Linked DNA regions of Mus musculus: all the other regions are linked to region 3. A link is a contact called in public Hi-C and HiChIP or PLAC-seq data. All regions are on one chromosome and are shown on one strand. The core of a region is the stretch at or near the end of the contact, and the rest is flanking DNA. Distances in the headings are between cores, read along the strand shown.

Region 1 (3,238 bases), core at 278-2,777, 300 kb before region 3:
GGTTTTCTGTGTTGACACTGGAATCCTCTGGAAACAAACTCTCATTGATGATAATGTCTCCCCAGAGACCCTGAAAAATGTGGTCCTCCACGCCAGCCCTTCATATGGGCAAGTCTCTTTCTTTCTCCCATGTGTCACATAGAAACCAATACTTCATGTGCCCAATGTTGTCATCTCCAGAAGAACCACAAGAGTCCAGTACCAATGCTTGCCCCATGTTTCAATGTACAGCAGAGGTTTGGAGCATTTAAGTGTGGCTTGATGAAATCACCCCACTGAGAGATCCAGAGCTGACCAGCCTGTCCCCAAAGATCCCTGGCCGTCCCTGGCTCTGCCTCCCTGTCAGTGGCTTGAAGCATCTTGCTTGCTTATCCTGTCCTCTGCTAGAATGGAACCAGCCAGCCACCACCCTTTACTTGGCTCCCCATCCGCTTATCATTAGGCAATTTCCAGGCCACTTTCCAGATGTTTACCCCTCTCTACCCTAGAAAGGTTGTTTCTATTTCATTAGACTTGATATATACCCATCAAAGCCCTTGAGGAAGAACAGCTTCCAGAAGGAGGGATCTGAAGGTGACCATTCAAGATACCGACTTGGCTTCCAGAGCTCGAAGCTCAGGTGGAGCCCAGATCATCAAGGGTGGTTGACGGAATTTCTCCTGTGCTGCAGATGGCCCGGGGGGGGAGCAGCTCTCTGAATGGGAGGCTGATAAGTGTTAAGCACACACTTTCCCCTTTCTAGATCCGTTTCCATGAAAAACTGCAGATTCTGGCACTGGAATGCACTCGTTTAGATTTTTTGATAACAAAGGCCGTGTTAATCAGGGGGCCTAGCAATGAGGTTGTCACAGCCAAGGAAAATCACCGGGGATTAAATGAAGTGGTTTAATGATACTGTCCCTTTCAGAGCTGCTTCTCTAGCCTCCCATGTGCTACCTACCCTTGACAGACCTGGGGCTGCTCCAGCGGGCACGCGAAAGGGAGGAGCCCCGCTTTGCGAGAGCCTTTCAGCTCCCCTGACCCCTCTCATCAGGAAGGAGCAGAAAGTCCAATTTCAGACCCGCTCCTGCATATTAATAGCAATATTACTTTTAAATTGAAAATTTCATTTTTTCCTGCCTGGTGTGCAAGCAAATAATTGAGACCTAATTTACTTTATTTAATAAGCTCCCGGGCAGTGTGGTTAAGCCGCACTGATGAAAAACCTGGAGGACATTTGTTTACAACGTTCCAGATCCTTCTGGCTGGCTTGTTTGCAACTGAGCACATTCCAGAGCAGAAGCAAGATGAGACTTAAGATCATCCTATATCCCCAGAGAGCCCCCCAAGTGGACCCCAGGTTCTCTGGCCAGCAGATCCCAGGGGTGTCCGTGGTTCTGACTCTGGTATTGGCAGAGCTCTATGCTGACGGAGAAAGGCTGAAACATCCCGTCCTGACTCATGTGTCCCCAGGGTAGAATTGACACACTCACTCTGCAGACAGCTTTGAGCACCTGACTCTGCTGGCTAGACCGAGAAGCCTCTGGATCCTTTGAAGAATCAGGGTCTGGCGGGAGAGAGGAGGAAGTGACTCATTGCTCTGGGGAGAGAGTGTGGGACGGAGAGATTTGTCCCATTCTGAGTGCTGTGCTCCTTGCTTCTTGGACCACTGCCTTTGATACATGCATTTAATGCCCCTGAGCCTTGATTTCTGCATCTAAAAATATATAAGGAGTGTCTCTCTTCCAGACTTAGGATAGAGCCTAATGTGACATGGTTGTCCTGGAGTCCTGCCCATCTCTGTTCCTGCTTTTGATCACCGGGAGGGAACTGTGCCTCCCTGACCCCTCTGAAATTGGGGTTGAGGGGCGAGTGACTCAGCAGGAGCTGGGATAGCCAGCATCAGCGTTTACAATGTATCTTCCTTGGGTCAATACATATAGAACTGGAGCCCCAGGGTTTACAATGTGTCTTCCTAGAGCCGTATCAGCTGGAACCCTTGAACATCCACAAGGAGCAGGTCCCTCCCCTGAAACATGCAGTGTATGTAGCACCGGAAAGAAGCAAATACTCTGTTTGTTATCACTGAGACGAGAGAGGAGACAGTCCGGATTACAGCCACAAGCTGCATGGTGAACAAGGCATGTTTGGGGTGGGTGGTCTGTGTTTTCCCTTCAGCATGACGCAGCTAAACCACAGAGAAGGCCGAACATGAAGTCAGGACTGAATGTCTAAAGCTGCAGGAGGGACAAGGGATCCTGTGTGGGACAGCTGGCTCCTCACAGCCTTGAAAGATGGTGTCCACCTCCTATGCAGATTCTCGCCACCCGTTTTTCCCTTTCCCCCTCTATGATGCTGCCTGACTCTTTTTTCTCCCTGGGGAGACGTGATCGAATGTCTCTTTACCCCAGATACAGCTCCAACTGTAGACCAAAGGAATGATTCCACTCCAGTCCAACTTAGTGAGCCAGGGAGTGTATGGAGGCTGCGTGACAGCTGCTGTCTTTGAGTCTCCTCTCCCCTTGACTGTTACTGCTTATGTAACCTTGGCGACAGGCCTTGTGAGTCTGGTAACTCTCAGGAGTTTCCTGAATCCTTAGTTTATCCTGAACCTTGTTAGTTTTGAGTACTGTCTTAGTGAGGGTTTTACTCCTGCGAACAGACACCATGACCGAGGCAAGTCTTAGAAGAATAACATTTAATTGGGGCTGGCTTACAAGTTCAGAGGTTCAGTCTGTTATCATCAAGGTGGGAGCATGGCAGCATCTAGGCAGGTATGGTGAAGACAGAGCTGAGAGTTCTACATCTTCATCTGAAGGCTGCTAGCAGAATACTGTCTTCCAGGCAGCTAGGATGAGGGTCTTAAAGCACATACACACACACACACACACACACACACACACACACACACACACACACACACACAGTGACATACCTACTCCAACAAGGCCACACCTCCACAATAGTGCCATTCCCTGGGCCAAGCATATTCAAACCATGACAAGTGCTTTCTGAGACTTACACGCCTCCCCCTTGACTCCAGGAGAGAATGTTGCTGGCTCCATTTGAAGGCTATTGCTATGTAGCACCCACCCTCTGTCACTGTATCCTTCTTACTTCCACTCCATGCCCTTTGGTTAGGGGTCCTGGGGCACAAAAATGATGCTAGGAGCATCATTTTTTTCCAGTGGGTCTGTGTCTCCAGAGAGGCCTCCTGTCTCAGATCTCTCTGCAGCTTCTTTTCTCTGCTCCCTAGGTT
Region 2 (2,842 bases), core at 4-2,503, 270 kb before region 3:
CACCTTCTATTCAATGTAGCAGGAGGGAGAAATCCTCACGATGCTGGTAACTGTAGTACAAAACCCACTATTTCCCCCTCCTTACCCCTCATCTCTCCTTCTCCTGGGCATACAATTCCATTTTTACATGCTTCTCTGTATTACATCCTATGTTTTCAACTACCACTGCCTCACAACCAACATTTTGACCATTTTCTGAGCACAGAGTTGGGGTCTTAATGTTCAAGGACATGTCACAGCAACTGTAGTCCAGAGAAGCAGTTTTCCAATACGTTGTCCTTGGTAAGAAGCCAGCTATAAATTTTATGTCGTGACCCAGAACATATGTCAATATATTCACCTGGAATGAAATTCCTAGAAAGACGTTTTGAGAAAACAGCACGCATGTGCCCTCTTCATTTTTCTTCTCAATCACTATCTTCTCATCTCCATTTGACTTGAAGAGATATGGTTAGCACCTACAAAAATCATTGCCTCCTTGGCCCAGAGAAATGGCTCAGTCGGTAAGAGCATGAAGATCCTGAGTCAGGATTCCCAGCACCCACACAAAGGCTGAGTGGCCATGGATGTGCATGCCTGACCCTAGCACTGTGGGGAGCAGAGATAGGAAATGGCTGGAACCAACCTAAGCTGCAAAACAACTCTAGGTTCAGTGAGAGGCCACATTTCAGAAGGATGTGTGGTGGTCATGCTACGTCTTCCCACAGCGTCTGCAGGTGTGTGCATAGCGTGTACACACACCAGGTCACAAGCAGGAACAAACCTCACTCCTATAAATCACAGCCCTGGAACAGCGTTGGTTCAGGACCACGGACAGCAACAAAAGAGCCTGATTCAGGACCAGGGACAGTCTTCCTCCCTCTCCCTCACACATATGAAAGGCAGTGCTGGTTTAAGGGCAGGGGCAAAGCTCCTATGAGTTTTGGTTCAGGGCCAGGGATAGCACCCCAGCAAAGATATTGGTTCTGAACCACAGACAACATATCCTCTTCCCTGAACCCCAACCCCTGTGCGGTGTTTTGGGCCAGGGCCAACAGCCCCTATGTTGGTTCAGGACCAAGAGCAACAACATAAAACCAACCAGACAACCAACCAACCAACCAACCAAACAAACAAAACACCCAACCCTGATGGTTTAGGACCAGGGACAGCTCCCCAGTCCAACGCCACATGTTCTGATTCAGAACAGGGGACAGCGGCCACAATGGCGGTTCAGACCCGGGACACCATGCGCAGTGACCGTTCAGAACCAGGGACAGCGCCCAGCACGCTATTTTAGGACCGGGGACAGAGGTTCCAAGCGAACATTTGGGACCGAGGACAGCGGCCCCACCACGCTGGTTCAGGACCGAGGACAGCACCCCTCCCCTTTGTCACATTTTGGGTTTTTAGCCTAAATCTGGCCTGCGGGCTTTTTGTCTCAGTCACCTTAGGACCTGTACTCAGGTGTCTTGCCTTCGAAGGTCATAAAGTTATAAAGAACGCTGTCGCAGAGGCTCGTGTTTCCCCAAACGCATGACTCAGATCCTCAAGGAATTCCAAGTGCTTACAAGGGAGGATGAGTGTTGCTTCCTTGTGTCTCTCTGGGGTGCAGATGGCTACAGACCATTGGCATTGACTGTAGACCAGTATCACTTTGGACACGGAGGGCCAGAGGGCCCCCCCCCCTTTGTTAGAAACTCATTTTCACATAAAGACACAAAGGACTGGGGATGTGACTCAGCCAGTGAAGTGCTTGCTGAGCAAGCATGAGAACGTGAGCTTTATCTCTAAGACCCACATTTTAAACAAAAATCCAGATGTACTGGTATATGCCTGTAACCCCCATGCTTAGGGGTGGAGACAGGATGGCCCGAAGAGTTGACTGGCCAGTGGGGATGTTGTCTCCAAAAATGAGGTGGATGGACCCTGAGGAATGATACCTGAGTGTGTGTTTTGGCCTCTACTCATGTTTACATGTGCTCACATATGTGCATATGCACTGACACGCATGCTCACCCCTACACAGGCACACACAGGGAAAAAAAAAAAGCAAAGCAGAAACAAACAGCAAATACTGCACGGAGCCTCCCTTCTGCCAGTGCTGCCCTGTCACAGCCCTCTGGAGAGCATGATCCTTTTATGGTTTTGACATTCTGTGCGCTATCTCCTTACAAAGTCCTCTAGAAAATGGATTGGATTGACTGAGGCGCGTGCCCTGCAGCCGTGCGGATCGGTGTGACACACAACGGTGCTTCTGGGTTCCTCATCTTTCATCTGGCTGCTTGATGTTAGAGAAAGGGAAGAAAGAAGGAAAAGGGCTTTTCCTCTGTGTGTGTGTGTGTGTGTGTGTGTGTGTGTGAGAGAGAGAGAGAGAGAGAGAGAGAGAGAGAGAGAGAGAGAGAGAGAGAAAGATTCGTGGGGGGTATCTCCATGTGAGTGTGCAGATGTGTGTGTTCATGTGTGTGCATGTGTGCTTGTGGGTGCCTGTGTGTGTGTGTCCATGTGAGTGTGTGTGTGTGTGTGTGTGTGTGTGTGTGAGAGAGAGAGAGAGAGAGAGAGAGAGAGAGAAAGAGAGAGAGAGAGGTCTGAGGGGGTATCCATGTGAGTGTGTTAAGGTGGGGTGCCAGTGTGTGTCCATGTGAGTGTGTGCATAGTGTATGTGTGTGAGAGAGAGGCAGACAGAGAGAGAGAGACAGAGACAGAGACAGAGACAGAGACAGACAGAGAAAAAGACAGAGATCCATGGGGATTACCCCATGTAATGCTTCTGGCTGCCTGTGTCCCCATGTGAGTGTGTGCATTTGTGCTTCTGGCTGCCTGTGTATATGTGTACAGGCCAGAGGTTGACCTCAGGAGTTTT
Region 3 (2,973 bases), core at 381-2,880:
GGGTGAGCCAGGGATTAAATACCTTTTGCAGAAAGGAATGCCCAGAACAGGCAGCTCATTGGCTAAACATTGGAGCCTGTCTAGGCATCTCATTAGCATGGAGAACTCTAGGTGTTTGCAATACATGACCGGTTGTCATAGTCCTCTTTGAGGCGTGTCGTAGTCACATTCTCCAGGACAGGAACCTGGTCTGGAGTTGATTCTAATGCCTACCGTTCTCAGTTATGAGATTTACCAGGGGTTTTTGAATCTGCTTAACCTTACCAGTTCCTTGTCGGCTGACGTGGTTCTACTTGCCATACAGCCGACGTTACACAGAGATGTTTTTAATGAGTGTCGGGGATCTGACGTCACGCCCTCACACTTAGACAGCGAGAGGTTCACTCACTGAGCTATCTGCCTGGCACCTTTCTTGCCAGCGTTCTTCTCCGAGCAGACACAAGCCCTTTGTTCTATATGTGGCTCGCAAGGAGGCCCTCCTTGGAAGAAGAACATTGGTAAGAAAGGTCCCTAGCTTGTCACCTCACCTTCACACTCATCTGCAATGTGTCTCATAGGACAGGTGACCTTAATTCAATAAGGTCAAGTTTCTCAATGCTTTGGTGGTGGTGGGGTAGTGGTGGTAGTGGTGGGTGGTGGTGGTTGGGGCTTTTCTGTTTTTGTTTGTGACTGGCCAATATCAAAACAAGGGTTGCTTCAGCCAGAACACAAAAGTTCTATGTGGTTTTTTGCTAGTGTACAGTTTTAAGTCTATCTGTGACTTGCCTAACGATTGTATTTGCTTATGGTGTGAGTATCAATTGAGGATTTTTTTTCTCTCTCTCCTTAATGTGGATATCCAATTTCTCAAGCAGTATGAACTGAAGTGACCGTCTTCTGTCCACAGAGTTGCCTCTGCACTCGCATTGAAAATCGATTGACTGTATGGGTGAGGTTCTATTTCAGGCCTCCTTTATTGGTATCTGTCTCTTTGCCAGGTGCACATTGTCTTGATTACTGTAGCTTGATTCCGAAAAACCAGGTAGGGTGTGTCTCGCAGCTTCATTCTTTGTCCTAATTGTTTTGGCAAGTCTCCCTCCTTTGCCTTTCTGGGTAAATTTAAAAATTCATTTGTTAATTCCTACAGAAAGCATGTCCTGCTGGGATTCTGATCAGAACTGCATTGTGTCTATAGACTGTCTGATCTGGGGGATGCTCACGGGTGCTGACAGCTCGTGGCTACCCAGGCTCCCATAAGTCAGCCCGGTGCCTGGCTCTCCTTCCTGGTCTCTGATCTCTTTCATCAGCCCTTCACAGTTTCCAGAACACGGATCCTGCCCGCATCTTGTTAGATTACATCTGAACATTCTTTTCAGGCTGTGATGCTGTCACAACCCCCACCCCACCCCCCCAGCGGCGCATGGATGCTCCTCAGAAGGCAATTGCTTCTTGCTCTTGTACAAGGACCTGAGTTCTGAGATTAGGGTGCCCCATTCCTGCTGCCTGCTCCCTCCCTGCTCACCCTGGAACTATGTCCTTGGTCTCCAGAGTGCGTTCTGGGAACTAGGTCACTGGGCTACAGTCCCAGACAGACTCTGAGTCACCTTGAAGGAGTGAGTCACTAGCTCTGTAGTTTTCCTCTCCCTGAAATGAGAACTGAGTCACCTGCTCTCTTCTCAGTCTAGGAACACTGGAGCTGGTGACAAGGGCTGCACAGGCCTCGAGCTCCTGCTGGAATAGCTGAAGCTTGAAGAGGCACCGCTGTCCAATCCAGGCGCTGTTATGATCTGCTCGTGGGAGAAGTAGATGCAGGGGAGTGGGCAGAAGATGAGTCAGGAGGCATTAACCCAGCGGGCTGCCCCCCGCCACACACACACACACACACACACATATACACAGTGTCTCCTCAGACCCAGGCTTGGCTTGTTTCCTTCCTCCAACCCCAACTTTCTCTTCTACCCACTGGAACCAGCCTGAGCTTTGTCTGTGTGCGCACACAGCTGCCACAGGGAACCTGTCGGTCTCTCAGGCCATTGCCACCCTGTCCTTATGGGGGTTGGTTGGTTGTCCCATATTCTAAACTAGAGAGAACAAGGAACTCTGATTTACTCTGTGGCAGACACGGGACCCATCAGATGCCTTTGTGGGGACAGAGCCAAGTCACACAGTAGCTCCCTCCAGGTCTCTCGCTCTCCCTCCCCCTCCTGGCCTCAGGTCTGCAGTTAGTCAGGTCTGCAGCAAGCACAAATCGGGCCAGGCCAGTGGGCTATAGTATGAAGAGGGGTGATCAAACGCTGATGGAGAGTCGGGGACACAAGCATTAATTCAAAACTAGAAAAGAATCAAAGGGCAAAACACATCACAGAAACCTTAGAGTGGTCTGCCCTCAGAGTTCCTGCCAGACTCCACTGGTAGGAAATGTCTCCAAGCATTTTCTAGAACCGACAATCTCTATGTTTTATTCTTACACTTAAAAAGGCCCCGGCACAAAAGGTGCTTAGAGTATCTGATGAGTGAATGAATGAATGAACGAGCAAATGAGTGAATGAATAAATGAACATATGGATGAATAAATGAATGAGTGGGTAAATGAATGGGTGAATGAACGAACGAACGAATGAATGAATGAATGAATGAATGAATGAATGAGTGAGTGTTATATGCCAGGGACTCTGCTAGGAATTTGGGGAAAATAAGAAGCTCACAGCTCAGTGAGGGAAGAAGACACAGAAATAACAGTAACACTTGGTGGAGAAGGAGAGATGGCTCCCAAAGTATGTAGTGAAGACAAGAAAACCAGGGAGGGCTTCCCAGAGGAGGTGACTCTGGGCTTTCAAGGAAGCACATGAACTGGTCAGGGGATGTGAGGGAGTCCTAGGGACAGGAGGATTTGGGAATGTAATGGGGGTCCTGCCAACAGAACCTTACAAGTTCTGCCCATGGTGGCTGTCTGAAGACAAGGACATGACCATGGTCCAGCTCAGCCTGAGATGA

Evidence for each region. Hi-C and Micro-C count contacts between places; a contact is called where the count stands out from the background. HiChIP or PLAC-seq counts read pairs in DNA pulled down with a chosen protein or histone mark.
Region 1: an H3K27ac HiChIP or PLAC-seq map of the NIH/3T3 cell line shows a contact between it and region 3, with 2.8 times the contacts expected there. The contact joins two enhancer-like sites. A contact is called at or near these places in 1 of 15 datasets of contacts at CTCF or cohesin (stem cell-derived epiblast-like cells), 15 of 484 Hi-C or Micro-C datasets (the AtT-20 cell line, cardiomyocytes, cerebellar granule neurons and 10 more), 2 of 115 datasets of contacts at active chromatin or transcription factors (the NIH/3T3 cell line and kidney) and 1 of 9 other capture datasets (embryonic stem cells).
Region 2: a Hi-C map of myocytes shows a contact between it and region 3, with 2.5 times the contacts expected there. The contact joins two enhancer-like sites. A contact is called at or near these places in 8 of 484 Hi-C or Micro-C datasets (embryonic retina, embryonic stem cells, myocytes and 4 more) and 1 of 9 other capture datasets (embryonic stem cells).

Annotation. Positions count from the first base shown.
Region 1 is chr4:151,633,225-151,636,462 of GRCm38.p6, reverse strand. The region is part of intron 3 of Camta1 (calmodulin binding transcription activator 1); the gene reads left to right. Among named protein-coding and RNA genes, the nearest start is that of Gm52712, 6.9 kb to the left of the region's middle. Within about 2 kb of position 1,527, at least 53 of the 459 cell types and tissues checked have an H3K27ac peak or open chromatin away from gene starts, as enhancers often do. A contact at or near this core is called in the NIH/3T3 cell line, where this site is marked.
Region 2 is chr4:151,603,107-151,605,948 of GRCm38.p6, reverse strand. The region is part of intron 3 of Camta1 (calmodulin binding transcription activator 1); the gene reads left to right. Among named protein-coding and RNA genes, the nearest start is that of Gm52712, 37 kb to the left of the region's middle. Within about 2 kb of position 1,253, at least 60 of the 459 cell types and tissues checked have an H3K27ac peak or open chromatin away from gene starts, as enhancers often do. A contact at or near this core is called in myocytes, where this site is marked.
Region 3 is chr4:151,338,313-151,341,285 of GRCm38.p6, reverse strand. The region is part of intron 5 of Camta1 (calmodulin binding transcription activator 1); the gene reads left to right. Among named protein-coding and RNA genes, the nearest start is that of Gm30344, 120 kb to the left of the region's middle. Within about 2 kb of position 1,630, at least 82 of the 459 cell types and tissues checked have an H3K27ac peak or open chromatin away from gene starts, as enhancers often do. A contact at or near this core is called in the NIH/3T3 cell line and myocytes, where this site is marked.